Linked DNA regions of Zea mays: region 1 is linked to region 2. A link is a contact called in public Hi-C data. All regions are on one chromosome and are shown on one strand. The core of a region is the stretch at or near the end of the contact, and the rest is flanking DNA. Distances in the headings are between cores, read along the strand shown. Region 1 holds the start of LOC100281517. Region 2 holds the start of LOC100285576 (16.9 kDa class I heat shock protein 2).

Region 1 (5,751 bases), core at 3,181-5,680, 150 kb before region 2:
TATGGTCGGGGTTAGCGTTAGAATTAAATTCAAGTCTGAAAGATTGTTTCTCTTGCTAGGAGTTGCTCAAAGGATGCATATGACGTATGGGAGCAAACTCAAATCAATACTAGCAAGGAAACGTTAGAGAGAGGAAAGAGGGCAAACAAATCAAACGAGAATCAAACGAGTGAACACGGTGATTTGTTTTACCGAGGTTCGGTTCCAAAGAACCTAGTACTCGTTGAGGAAGCCACAAAGGCTGGGTCTATTCCAACCCTTTCCCTCTCTCAAACGATCACTTAGACCGAGTGAACCTTCTCCTTAATCAATCGGGTCACTAAGACCCCGCAAGGACTACCACACACTTAGGTGTCTCTTGCTTAGCTTTATAAGCACTTAGTTAAATGGAAATGAGAAAGAAAGAAGGCAATCCAAGCGACAAGAGCAACAAAAGAACACAAATAATCCTCTCACAAGCCCTTAAGCACTAGCGTTGATTTTGGGAACTTTGAGTGGATTGATTGCTTTGATTGTGTCTTGGAGTGTTGCACTTTGCTCTTGCAATGAATGAGAAACTCAGAATGCTTGGATGGCTTTGAATGAGGTGGTTGGGGGTATTTATAGCTCCCAACCACTTCCTAGCTGTTGCTGGCGATGGGCGCACCGGACAGTCCGGTGGCGCACCGGATAACCACTATTCACTGTCTGGTGTGCGTCATGTCACTGCGTCTGTTTGGGTTCGGAGCAGTTGACCGTTGGAGACGCTTGTCGTCTTGCTCACTAGACAGTCCGATGACCTTTGACTTCTGTGCTCTGACTTCTGCCGCGGTACTGTTCATCACTGTTTATCTGAAGAAACGACCGTTGGCGCGCAGGGAGCCGTTGCTCCGCTGGCTCACCGGACAGTCCGGTGAATTATAGTGGAGCGCGCCTCTGAATTCCCGAGAGTGGCTGGTTTGAGTCTGTACTCTGTACGGTGTCCGGTGCACACCGGACAGTGTCCGGTGTGCCAATTTTCAGCACACTCTAAGTCTTTTGTGCTCCAAATAATTGTATCCCCTAACTGAATTTCTTTCTTGGTTTGTGTTGAACTTTATACACCTGAGATAAATAATATCTAGACAAACTAGTTAGCCCATGTGGTTTGTGTTGTACGTCAATCACCAAAATCGATTATATGAAATGGTTAACCCTATTTTCCTTTCACATATCTTAGCTATGTGGATTATTTATTGAAACATGTAGTTACGAAACTACTTCCAATCAAATATGGCGAACGTATTCATGCACGAAAAAGAAACAAGGTTGATCAGGCTTGAACTGAGAAATGCATGATACCCGGAAATGGTAGTCAATTTATGTGAAGGAGCGCAACTCGCGTATTTTTACTGGGCTGCAATGTTATATGATGGAGGTAGTAGCTGTAATCAAAGCGAAGATTAACTCCTGAATCGCTGGAGGTGCCTTAAAGCTTGTTGTTTCCTTCTTATATTCTTTGGTCCATTGGTTATTTCCTCTGTTGTTGTTGACGTTCGCTCTATGCAGGCCATGTAGCTTTCTGGTCTAGTTGGGTTTGACTGCTTATGTTTTTTTTACCTAGTTCTTAGCAGCGCTGCTCTAGGTTCTTTTTATTTTCTGTTACCATATGATGCTTTTTTTACGGTGCTTTTTCTTCTTCCTTTTAGCGCCCAATCTTGATTTGTTCTTCTGTTTGGTTGTAATTATGTTTTCATCTTCTTAGTACAAAGATATGCAGCTCTCAATCTCTCATATGTATTCGCAAAAAAAAAAATGCATCCTACAAGCTAGAAAAAGAACGAATCATCTACGTAGGATCCGTGACAGAGAACATCAATACGGTTTACTACAAAACGAGGAATAACTCGTTCACTTTATTCACCATCACCAATAATTCTTAAGGAGTACAATACCTTAAGTTTGCCTTACAATACCAATCATAGATAGATACATGTAGCATTGGAGTGCTGCTTTCTGTTTGCGTTCCATTGGGTCAAATCAATGCCATATGTCTGTATATAACTAGGGAACGGTAAAAGTGATCGTCAAAGGTTCATGTCCAGCACGAGAGGGGTGTCCCCTTTCTCCACGGAGAACGTCTTGTGCACCTTCCCCGTCGCCGTCGCGAGCTGCACGATGTACGTGCCGTGGTACCCCCTGAATTTGAAGTGTCCAGCGCTGTCGATCTGCCCGCGCGCGTGCGATGTCCACTCCCTCCGGAGATCGACGAATCTGCATTATACTATCGGGGCTGAGATCGATCGATCGATCGATCGATCGTTTTTCAGCGGCTATAATAAATTAGTTTAGGGACTACTGACCTCTCGCCGGCGTCGTTGACGTTGCCGTCGGCGTCGATGAGGCACGCGTCCTGGCGCCACATGTGGCCCTGCATGCAGCCCCAGAAGATGACGCCCTCGACGGCCGGGTGCGCGTACGCCTCCCGGAGCACCACCTCGAGGTCCTCGGCGCGGAGGTCGACGTCGGACTCGCTCACATCCAGCTCCGTGAGCCAGACGGGCAGGTCGGTGGTGGCGAGCTTGTCGAGCGCGTCGCAGATGATCTCGCCGACGGGGTTGGTGACGTGGCCCTGCAGGCCGATGCCGCCCACCGCCGCGCCCTTCTGCTGCAGCGCGCTGATCTGCTCGATGTACTTCTCCGGGGTGGCGTTGGGGTCGCTGCCGCCCTCGACGTTGTAGTCGTTGACGAAGAGCGTGGCGCCCGGGTCCAGCCGCGCGGCCTCGCGGAACATGAAGGCGTTGATGTCGTCGCCCAGGCGGTCCTGGTAGTAGCTGCCGTGCAGCATCTCGTTGTTGACGTCGTAGTGCGGGAACCTGCCGGCGTAGCGGGTGAGCAGGCTCTGCAGGCGGGCCCGCACGGCCGACGCGAGCTGGTCGTCGTCCAGGTTCTTGACCCACTGCTGCACGGTGTTGGCGACGGCCCAGAAGATGCAGTGGCCGCGCACGGGCTTGCCGTAGCGGTCGCAGAAGTCGAGCAGCGCGTCCGAGTCGCTGTAGTTGAGCTGCCCCTGCTGCGCCTCCGTGTGGTACCACTTGAGCTCGTTCTCGAACACGGCCCAGTCGAAGTGCTTGGCGAAGAAGTCCACGAAGCCCGGGTTCTGGATCACGTTGGTGTTGATGCAGGTGCCGAACGGGAAGCTGCTGTCCATCTGCATCACGCGGATGGACGCGCCCGAGATGCCCGACGCCGCGCTGCCGAAGTTGAGGACCACGTCCCGCTTGCGCACCTGGTGTTTATTTGCAGCAAATCAGAGCACCATCCAATCAAATGCAATCCAATCAAGTGCGTGCATAGACTAGTGCAAGTGATCGAGCGCGAGTGTCGTTCTCGCGGCGAGCAAGCCATCACTCAGCTCACCAACCAGGCGTAAAAGTCCGATCCGATCCGATCCCCTGAGCGGCGCTCACGTCACGACTCACCTTGTCAGTCTTCTTCCTGAGCTTCCTGAACCGCGCCCTGCGGTCGGTGGCAAAGACCTGGAGATCCATGACCTTGACGTCGACGCCCGCGGGCGCGCCGTGCACGTACACCTCCGCGTCGCGCGGGCTCTCCTTGAGTCGGAACGCGCCCTTGATCTCGGTCCACCTGCCGGGCTCGGCGCAGACGACGGCGCCTCCATCGACGACGACGCAGCCGCCGTCCACGCGGAGGCTGACGCGCACCGCGTGGCGGGCCCCCTCGTCCCCGTCCCCGTCCCCGAGGCCGACCCACCCGGCGACGCGGTACGTGACCCGGGGCCGGAGCGCGGCCCGCTTCAGCGCCCGGCGCAGGCCGTCGGCCTCGCCGGCGCGGCCCGACGCCAGGACGTACCGGCCGCTGGGCCTGTAGCCGTCCGCCACGTCGTTGATCGTCTCGGTCGGGACCTTGGCCGGCTCCTCGTCGCGCGCGGACAGCGCCGTGCACGGGCCCACCGCCGCCCAGCCGGCCACCAGGCCGTCGTCCTCCGGCGCGCCGCTCTCGAGGAGGTTCACGCCGAACACCACCACCTCCTGGACGGCAGCGAATTAGTCGTTGGCGGCGCAATGCAATACGAATGTGATGAGTGAGCTAGTGAGGCAGTTGCGTTGGCGCGGTAGTAGAAATGCATGGCGACGTGTGCTTGCTGCTAAGCTGCCGACGAGCATTGTACGTCGCACACGTACGTACCTGGGTGCAGGCCATCGTTGGTACCCGGCCGGCCGGCGGATGAGACCAATGCAAGGATCGGAGCAGGGGTGATCGCTGGGAGGTTGGTTGGATGGAGAAACTTGCTTGCTGTCGACTGGCTAGGATCGCGGCGGGAGATCTTATAAAGAGCCGATCGGTCGTTCGTTCGTCAAAACCACCACGAAAATTGTCGTAAAGCGCACCGAACGAACGCCACTCCATAGCGTCGTGCGAACTCGAAGCAACCACCACGGACGGGAATGTCTTTTCTCTTTCTGTGTGTGGCCGTCTCTGTGCTCCAGCTTTTGAGTGACAGTAAAGGATGCGCAAGATCCGGCCGGCCATGTCTGTCCGGCTCGGAGCGCATCATGAGCTCATGAGGCTGCCATGTGGAGCCGGGGGCGGCACGGTATGTCAGCGTTAGGGTCTCTTTGGCACGGCTCTTTGGACGACTTCGGTTCGGGCTCATCGTAAATCTCTATCAAATGGTCACAAAATAAAACAGTTTCTCGTCGAGAGAGCCCCGAGAAGCTAGAGCTGTTTTTTAGAGCCAAAGCACAAAAAACGTGATTTCTATCGGCTCTTTCATTTCTCTAATACATGATTCGATATAAACACAACAGAGACTTTTGCCAAATGAATTGTAAAACAACTCGCAGCGCCGGAACTGTTTTCAGAGTAACCGGAGCTGCTATGCCAAAAGGAGCCTTAGTATTTGTTGATTAGCTGCGGTGCTCGCTGTAGTAAGCATTAGTATTTTCTTTTTTATGTTCGAGTGGAGTAAGCACCATTCCAGTACTCCAACTCCAAAGGATCCGTGCTTTTCTTGGCTTCGGGAGGAGACAAACGGAAGGATTGGTTGGGGTATACGTTTGTTTAGTCGCTGCTGTTAGTGGTATATCGTACTGTAGCTAGCACGCTTTGGGAATCGCAACCAAGGACACTCCATACCTTTTTCTCTTGTCATCAATCTTAAACTGCCGACTTCACAGCCACATATGCACATGTATTTGGGGATAGGCTAGATTCGGACATTAGGTCAGCAAAGACCAAAATACCATTTTTTATATTCCTTTATAATTGAGAGAGAAGAAAAAAAAAAGAAGCCCACTCAATATATGCTCAGGCTTCTGATGATGCGTTTGGTCTCTTAAGGTTTGTTAGCACACTCGTCGTAACTTGTATATAGGACTGGAAAGTAAGCTCGAGGCTCATGAGCCGGCTCGAGTTCGGAGCGGCTCGCGAGCCGAGCCCCTTCTTTGAGTCCGTTTTTGCAGCGAGCCCAGCCAATCTGACTCGTGAACCTTACAAAATGATTAATTTATAGAATAATAATAAATATTAGATAATTTTATGGATAATAGCTCATTTTTAGTCTTTGATAATAAATATATTACAATTTATAATTTAAATTACTCATAATGTTGAATTATGATTCTATATTTCAAATTTAAATAATGTTAATTCACTAAATAATACAGTAATAAGTACCAGAAATATGGCTCACGAGCCAAGGTCGAGCCGAGCTCGTTCATGTATCGAGCCTAGCAGCGGCTCGTTTCCGGACCTACTAGTACGTGTTAA
Region 2 (5,839 bases), core at 2,404-4,903:
GTGTGGTATTGGTTGTCCCAATTTTGAAGTCCTTCTCAACGAAGAATTCCCATATGCACTCATATCATGCCCTTTGAGCTTGCTTGAGCCTATATAATGACTTTGACAACCTATAAACATGATTAGAATATCTACGATATCTTTAAACCTAAAAGGTTAGTCAACATAGACTAGTCCATGAATGGAGCCATTTAAAACTGCACTTTTTACATATATTTGATGAAGTTCTATGTTATGATTGGATGCATATACAAGAAGGATAAGACCGACTTCAAATCTTGCAAGCGGTGTAACTATCTCTCCAAAATCGAAGCCTTCAACTTAAAGAAAACCCATTTGCAACTAGCTTCTCTCGATTTGTCAATAGATAAATAGATACGTAAATAATAGTCCGTCTATTTAAATTGAGTGTCAAAACCTCATGAGAGATTAACATTAATACACTATATAACATTTTATACGGATCTATAATCTATTTAAATAAATTAAATAAAAAAGATTTGGATCGAAATACTTCCTCTCCGTTCAGTTTTATTTTCATTTTTATTCGACATTGGCCAGTACAAAGTTGAATTGTATAGCGTCACATATATAAAAACGGAGGTAGTATAATGTTGTATTAGCATCAAAGGATTCTTGTAAAAAAACAATAAGACGTACGTGTAACTACGCATACATCTCTTCATGTGGTTTTCATGAGATAGAGTCAGATTCAGAAGAAGAAGAAAAAAGAAGAACTTGATTAAACTCCACATCGACCGGAGTACTGAGGCACGTACTGTCAAAAATTGATCTGTGAACGGCAGCGTCGACGATCTCCCGGGCTAATGGTCACCGTGCATTCTTCGGAGCAAGCCACAGCCAAGCGATAAACAAAAAAAAAAGAACAAAGTCAAAAAGACAAATCCCCGTCATTAATGGAGCTCCGCCGCATTAATCAGCGAGGGGAGAAAACTTGCACTGGCTTCCGATGACCGGCACCTCCTCCTCTCACGGGACGGGGGACGGCACGGTCCTTCCGTGTGGCCACCGATCGTCCGTGTGCGCTGGCCCTCCACGTTTTTGCGTGGCGGAGGGCGGTCCTCTTCTCCCCCGGCACGGAGAATCTGCGGGCTTAATTTGTTGCGACTCCAGTGTCACCATTGGGTCCGGCGCGCATCGGCTGATGCCGCGCGAAAACAACCGCGCGGCGTACGTCGACCGGTACGTGCCGTCGGATCACGGGATCGGACAGCAGCGCGGCGGCGGCGGGGTGGGGGGGGGGGGGGGGGGGGGGGGGGGGGGGGGAAACGGGGCTCTCAAACCTAACAAACACCCCCCACGGCCGCACCTCTGAACCCATTTGAATGGCTAGCTGCGCTGCGTCCCTCTCGCTGTCGTTTCTCGTTTTAAATCATGGACGTTTCGGCGTCAGGAGACGTACACGTACGTGGAGTCAGTCCTTCTGTCACTATCGAAATTCCGCTCTTTACCGAGTGCTCGACATTTTATCGAGTGCTCGACGCTTTATTGAGTGACGTATTTATCAAAGTTACACTCTCGAAAACGACTCCATTTATTGAGAATAGGACACTCGGTATCGACTGACATTCGGCAAAGATCTTTTTACCGAGTGTTATCGACTGACATTTGGTAAATATCTTTTTGTCGAATGTTTTTCAAGATTTGCTGAGTGCTTCAGACAATCGGCAAAGAAACCGTAACATTCGGTAAAGATCTTTTTGCCGAGTGTTTTTCAAGATTTGCTGAGTGCTTCAAACAATCGGCAAAAGAAACCGTTTCTAGTAGTGTATGCGTAGTCAGTTGTGCTGTCAGTGGTTAGGCTAGAAAGGTACGTTGATATTAGGCTGGAGCTGGACTAGCCATATGGTCTCCGTCGATCCAAACGGACGAACGAAGAACGCCATGTGCCGAATTGATTCGCGACGTTTTTCTTTATTTTCCGCGCGCGGGCATGTGCAAATGATCTTCTGGGCGTGCGTACGTACGCACGCAGAGAGTAAACAGCACGGTTTGAAAAAAAATAGACGCGTGGCGTGCGTGGTGCTCAAGCTTATGAGCGGCCGTACCATGCGCCCTCCATCGCCTAACAAGAACTCACCAACCGCTCCTTGCTAGTTTAATCAGACTGGGTCTGAGATTTGCGCCGATAATATCTGAGATTCTTGGGCGGGGATCCAATGCACCGAGTTTGTGCCTACCGTCACCCTCATTTTCGACCGATTTATACCTACCCGTTCTTATCTAACGCAACTTTCCAGTCACATCAGCGTCACGCCATCTTCTGCTTCAGACACCTATACAGTGCCGGACGCAGAACCAAAGTCTAGATGGGGCCAATCCACAATGGAGAAATCACAAAAAATACTAAACTATAACTGATTTTTTGGTAATAGCATTAAAATTAGGTTGTAATATCATAACTATTATAAAATAATGTGGATATCGAAAATCCTTTTAGCAACACCAAATCATCGATAGGAAATCCAATCTACAATTAGAAGAAAAAAAAGGTATTATGTAAGCATCAATGTAAGTAAAAGAACAAAACTATATAGAAAAACATCGAAAACACCATTAAAACGGCAATCTTGTGGTTGTGGCAGTTTGCACTCTAGTGCGAGGCCGTGGCCGAGTGGAGGCGGGCCAGCCATGACGGGCTATCGGCTAGACGATAGGCTGACGGCAATGGCAGGCGAGCCGCAAGCTAGAGACGGTGTCCTGACGGCGCTCGGTCGATATCGGTCGTGGCCTCAATAGTAGTTAGATCCAGCAGCTTACTCATTTTTCATACCTATATTTAAACTCCACTCTACGAATAATACAGTCTACACCGTGTAAAACAACATAAAATAGTGTTTTAGACGATCATGTGTTCATGTGGCTGAACCGACGGACACGGTAGCTCGATGTTCTACAACCATGTATCTTGTTAGAAAAAAAAGGCAAACGCTACTGCACACAACAGTTGCAGGCAGTGATTCATCACTCTTACGTACTAGAGGAGACGAGAGGGAGGGGCGCACGTGTCGCTGCGCGCGCGTGAGATGACACCGGTCGGGCCGCCGGGGAAGGAGTGTGAACGGGTCGCCGTCGGCCCGGCGGCCTTCACTGCCGGACAAGGACGCCGCAGCGAGCACTGTCTGGCGCGCCACACAGTACGGCTGCGGGGGCACCAACAAGACAACCGCCCAGGGACCAGCCATGTGTACGGCCCGGGCCACGTCGACGACGAGTCGGTTGCACGTCCCAAAGCGTCGCGGCAAAAACCGTACAGCGATCGCACGTAGGGTGTGGAGCCGGGTGGCCTTCGTTCACACGGCTGACGCGAACGTGTCATTAAGCCCGCCGATGGCGAGCCAGCGGCGGATCGCACCCGTCGGTGCCCGATCGATCGGATGGGAGGACGGCGACGTGGGCAGGGCAGCTAACCGCCGGGCTCCTCTCTCCATCAGATCACGCATCAGTCCGCGACAAGCAAATTTACCAAATCGGCCCCGTTCACACCACTATAGTACAGCCGTGCACCCGACGGGACGGGTCCGTGGATGGAGGGCGCCTAGCCGCCGATCGAGAGCACCCATAAATAGCCGTGCCAGGACATCAGCCGAGCAGCAGCAGCAGCTCCAACAAGACACACCAAAACACCTAGCTAGCTTACCGCACCTGCTGCTTGGGGCTGCCAAGTAAGTAGTAAGCTAGAGAAGCAAAGCAAAGCAAAGCTCCGATCCAATCCAATCCATCGCAAGGATTATGTCTCTGGTAAGGCTCCTGGACACGCTGGCCCTGGACTCGTGGGTGCGGAACCCCTTCACCATCTTCGGCACGGCGGTGGCCGCCGACGCGTGGCTGGCCAGCGACACGTCGGCGTTCGCCAACACGCACATCGAGAGCCGGGACACGGCGGCCGCCTACGTGTTCAGCGCCGCGCTCCCGCCGGGCGTCAAGAAGGAGGAGGTCACGGTGGAGCTGGACGAGGGCAACGTGCTGGTCATCGCCGGCGAGCGCAGCGTGTGCCGCCAGGAGCGCAGCGACGGCTGCCACCACATCGAGCGCAGCCGCGCCACCTTCCTCGCCAGGTTCCACCTGCCCGAGGACGCCGCCGTCGACGGCGTCAGGGCCGCCTTGGACGCCGGCAGGCTCACCGTCACCGTGCCCAAGGTCGGGGCCGCCGCCGCCGCCATCGTGCCCGAGAAGCCCGCCGCCGACGCGCCGGCGCTGGCGCCCGTGCCCGTCGAGGCCGGCCCCTGCTGAGCTTCTGACGATGCCGACGCCGACGCCGACCGAGACGGCCGGCCGGCTCCCTGTTCCTCCACGTACACGCCCCCCCGCCGGTGAACGGATAGTAGCGTCCCACGTCGTCGTGCGACTGTGAGGTTGTCGCTCGCTCGCCCGTGCTGTCTCAAAGTTTGTTTCCGTGGTTTGGTCCTGGCTTTGCGTACTACGTGATGGATTCAGCTGCCTGTACTGTACTGCGTGCATGCATGTAACCATGAAAACAAAAGGGTGGTATTCCTGCATTGCACGGCTGCAACGTGTAATTCCGTCTTTAATCAATGTTTTTTCTGTGCTTAGTAAATGAAAAGGCAACCTAAGCTGGAATCCTATATACTTTTACTACTACTTCCGTCGTCGTCATCACTAGTGCTGGGAATCTGGGCCGGGCTTTTCGGGCTAGCACGAGTACGGCCTAAAAATAAGAGCCCAAAGCACGGCCCGACACGAAATAATATGGGCCGGGCTTGCACAGCCCGAAGACGGGCCTGGGCCAGGCCTCAAATTCCGACCCGTCGGGCCCCCGACACGGCCCGCATAGATGAGCCGGACTTGGGCCGGCACGGCCCAATTAAGCCCAATCTGTTTAATTTCTTTAATTTAGTAAGATATCGACTTTATATTGTTGTTATATTTAGAGTTTATGTGGTTAAATGATGCTAGAGTTGTTTAATATCTTTAATTTAGTAAGCTATGAACTTTATATGGTTATAATATTTTGATTTTATATGGTCAAATATACGGGCCGACACGGCCCAACGAAGACACGATATGGTTTAGGGCCGGGCTGGACCACTGTTTTTACACTTCGGGCTGGCACGGCACGGCCCAAAAAATGTTTGGGCTTCCCTGGCCCGAACCCGTTTGGCACGATGGGCTTGGGCCGGACTGGCCCGGCCCGGCCCAATTCCCAGCACTAGTCATCACCTTCTTCTCGTGAAATTTCTGTCTACTCATTTTCTTTGTGGGTTCTGACAAATGACTGCAACGTTTACTTGCCAGTGGTTTCTTCGTCACGAAAAGTTTAATTAGCATATTTCCCCGCAGATAATCTAGAAATAAATGACGATTATTCATTTAGTGAGTGGGGATTTTGCACCGCAGCTATGTGCATAGAATTTGTTTATTGATATTGGTGGCGGTTTAATTGGTGTTTTTTAAAGAGGTCTGGTCCCAAGGTCGAGTGATAGACGCATGACGAGAATTTATAAGGGCCCATGAAACGTGATAAAATCAAATAGGCCCATAAAAAACTAGTGTAGCGTAGATTTTAAGTTTTATATTAATATACAATACAAGTTTAAAGAAAAATACTATATGAACAAAAGAAGCAAATATACCGTTAAGTTCTTGCTGATCAAATCTAAAATCGTGCATACCTTCGAATGTCGATCTCCATAAAGAGTGGGGTTCACTTCAGGAAAGGAAGTCAGGAAATATCTCTAGATGAGAGCTAGGGTTCCTTAGTTCGCCAAGCTCGTAAACCGCCAAGAATGGGTTGCATCATCACCACGAGTAAGATTGGGCCTGTCGAGCAGGCCACCTGGCATGCTGATGACGATGA

Evidence for each region. Hi-C and Micro-C count contacts between places; a contact is called where the count stands out from the background.
Region 1: a contact with region 2 is called in a Hi-C map of endosperm, with 2.7 times the contacts expected there. The contact joins the promoter of LOC100281517 here to the promoter of LOC100285576 in region 2. A contact is called at or near these places in 6 of 25 Hi-C or Micro-C datasets (bundle sheath, ear, endosperm and 2 more).

Annotation. Positions count from the first base shown.
Region 1 is chr3:20,787,791-20,793,541 of Zm-B73-REFERENCE-NAM-5.0, reverse strand. It overlaps LOC100281517, which reads right to left and starts at 4,430. Exons shown (of 4, transcript NM_001368022.1): 1 at 4,168-4,430; 2 at 3,441-4,010; 3 at 2,322-3,247; 4 at 1,843-2,232. The coding sequence starts at 4,389. The coding sequence ends at 2,046.
Region 2 is chr3:20,634,680-20,640,518 of Zm-B73-REFERENCE-NAM-5.0, reverse strand. It overlaps LOC100285576 (16.9 kDa class I heat shock protein 2), which reads left to right and starts at 3,653. Exons shown (of 1, transcript NM_001158467.2): 1 at 3,653-4,607. The coding sequence starts at 3,754. The coding sequence ends at 4,254.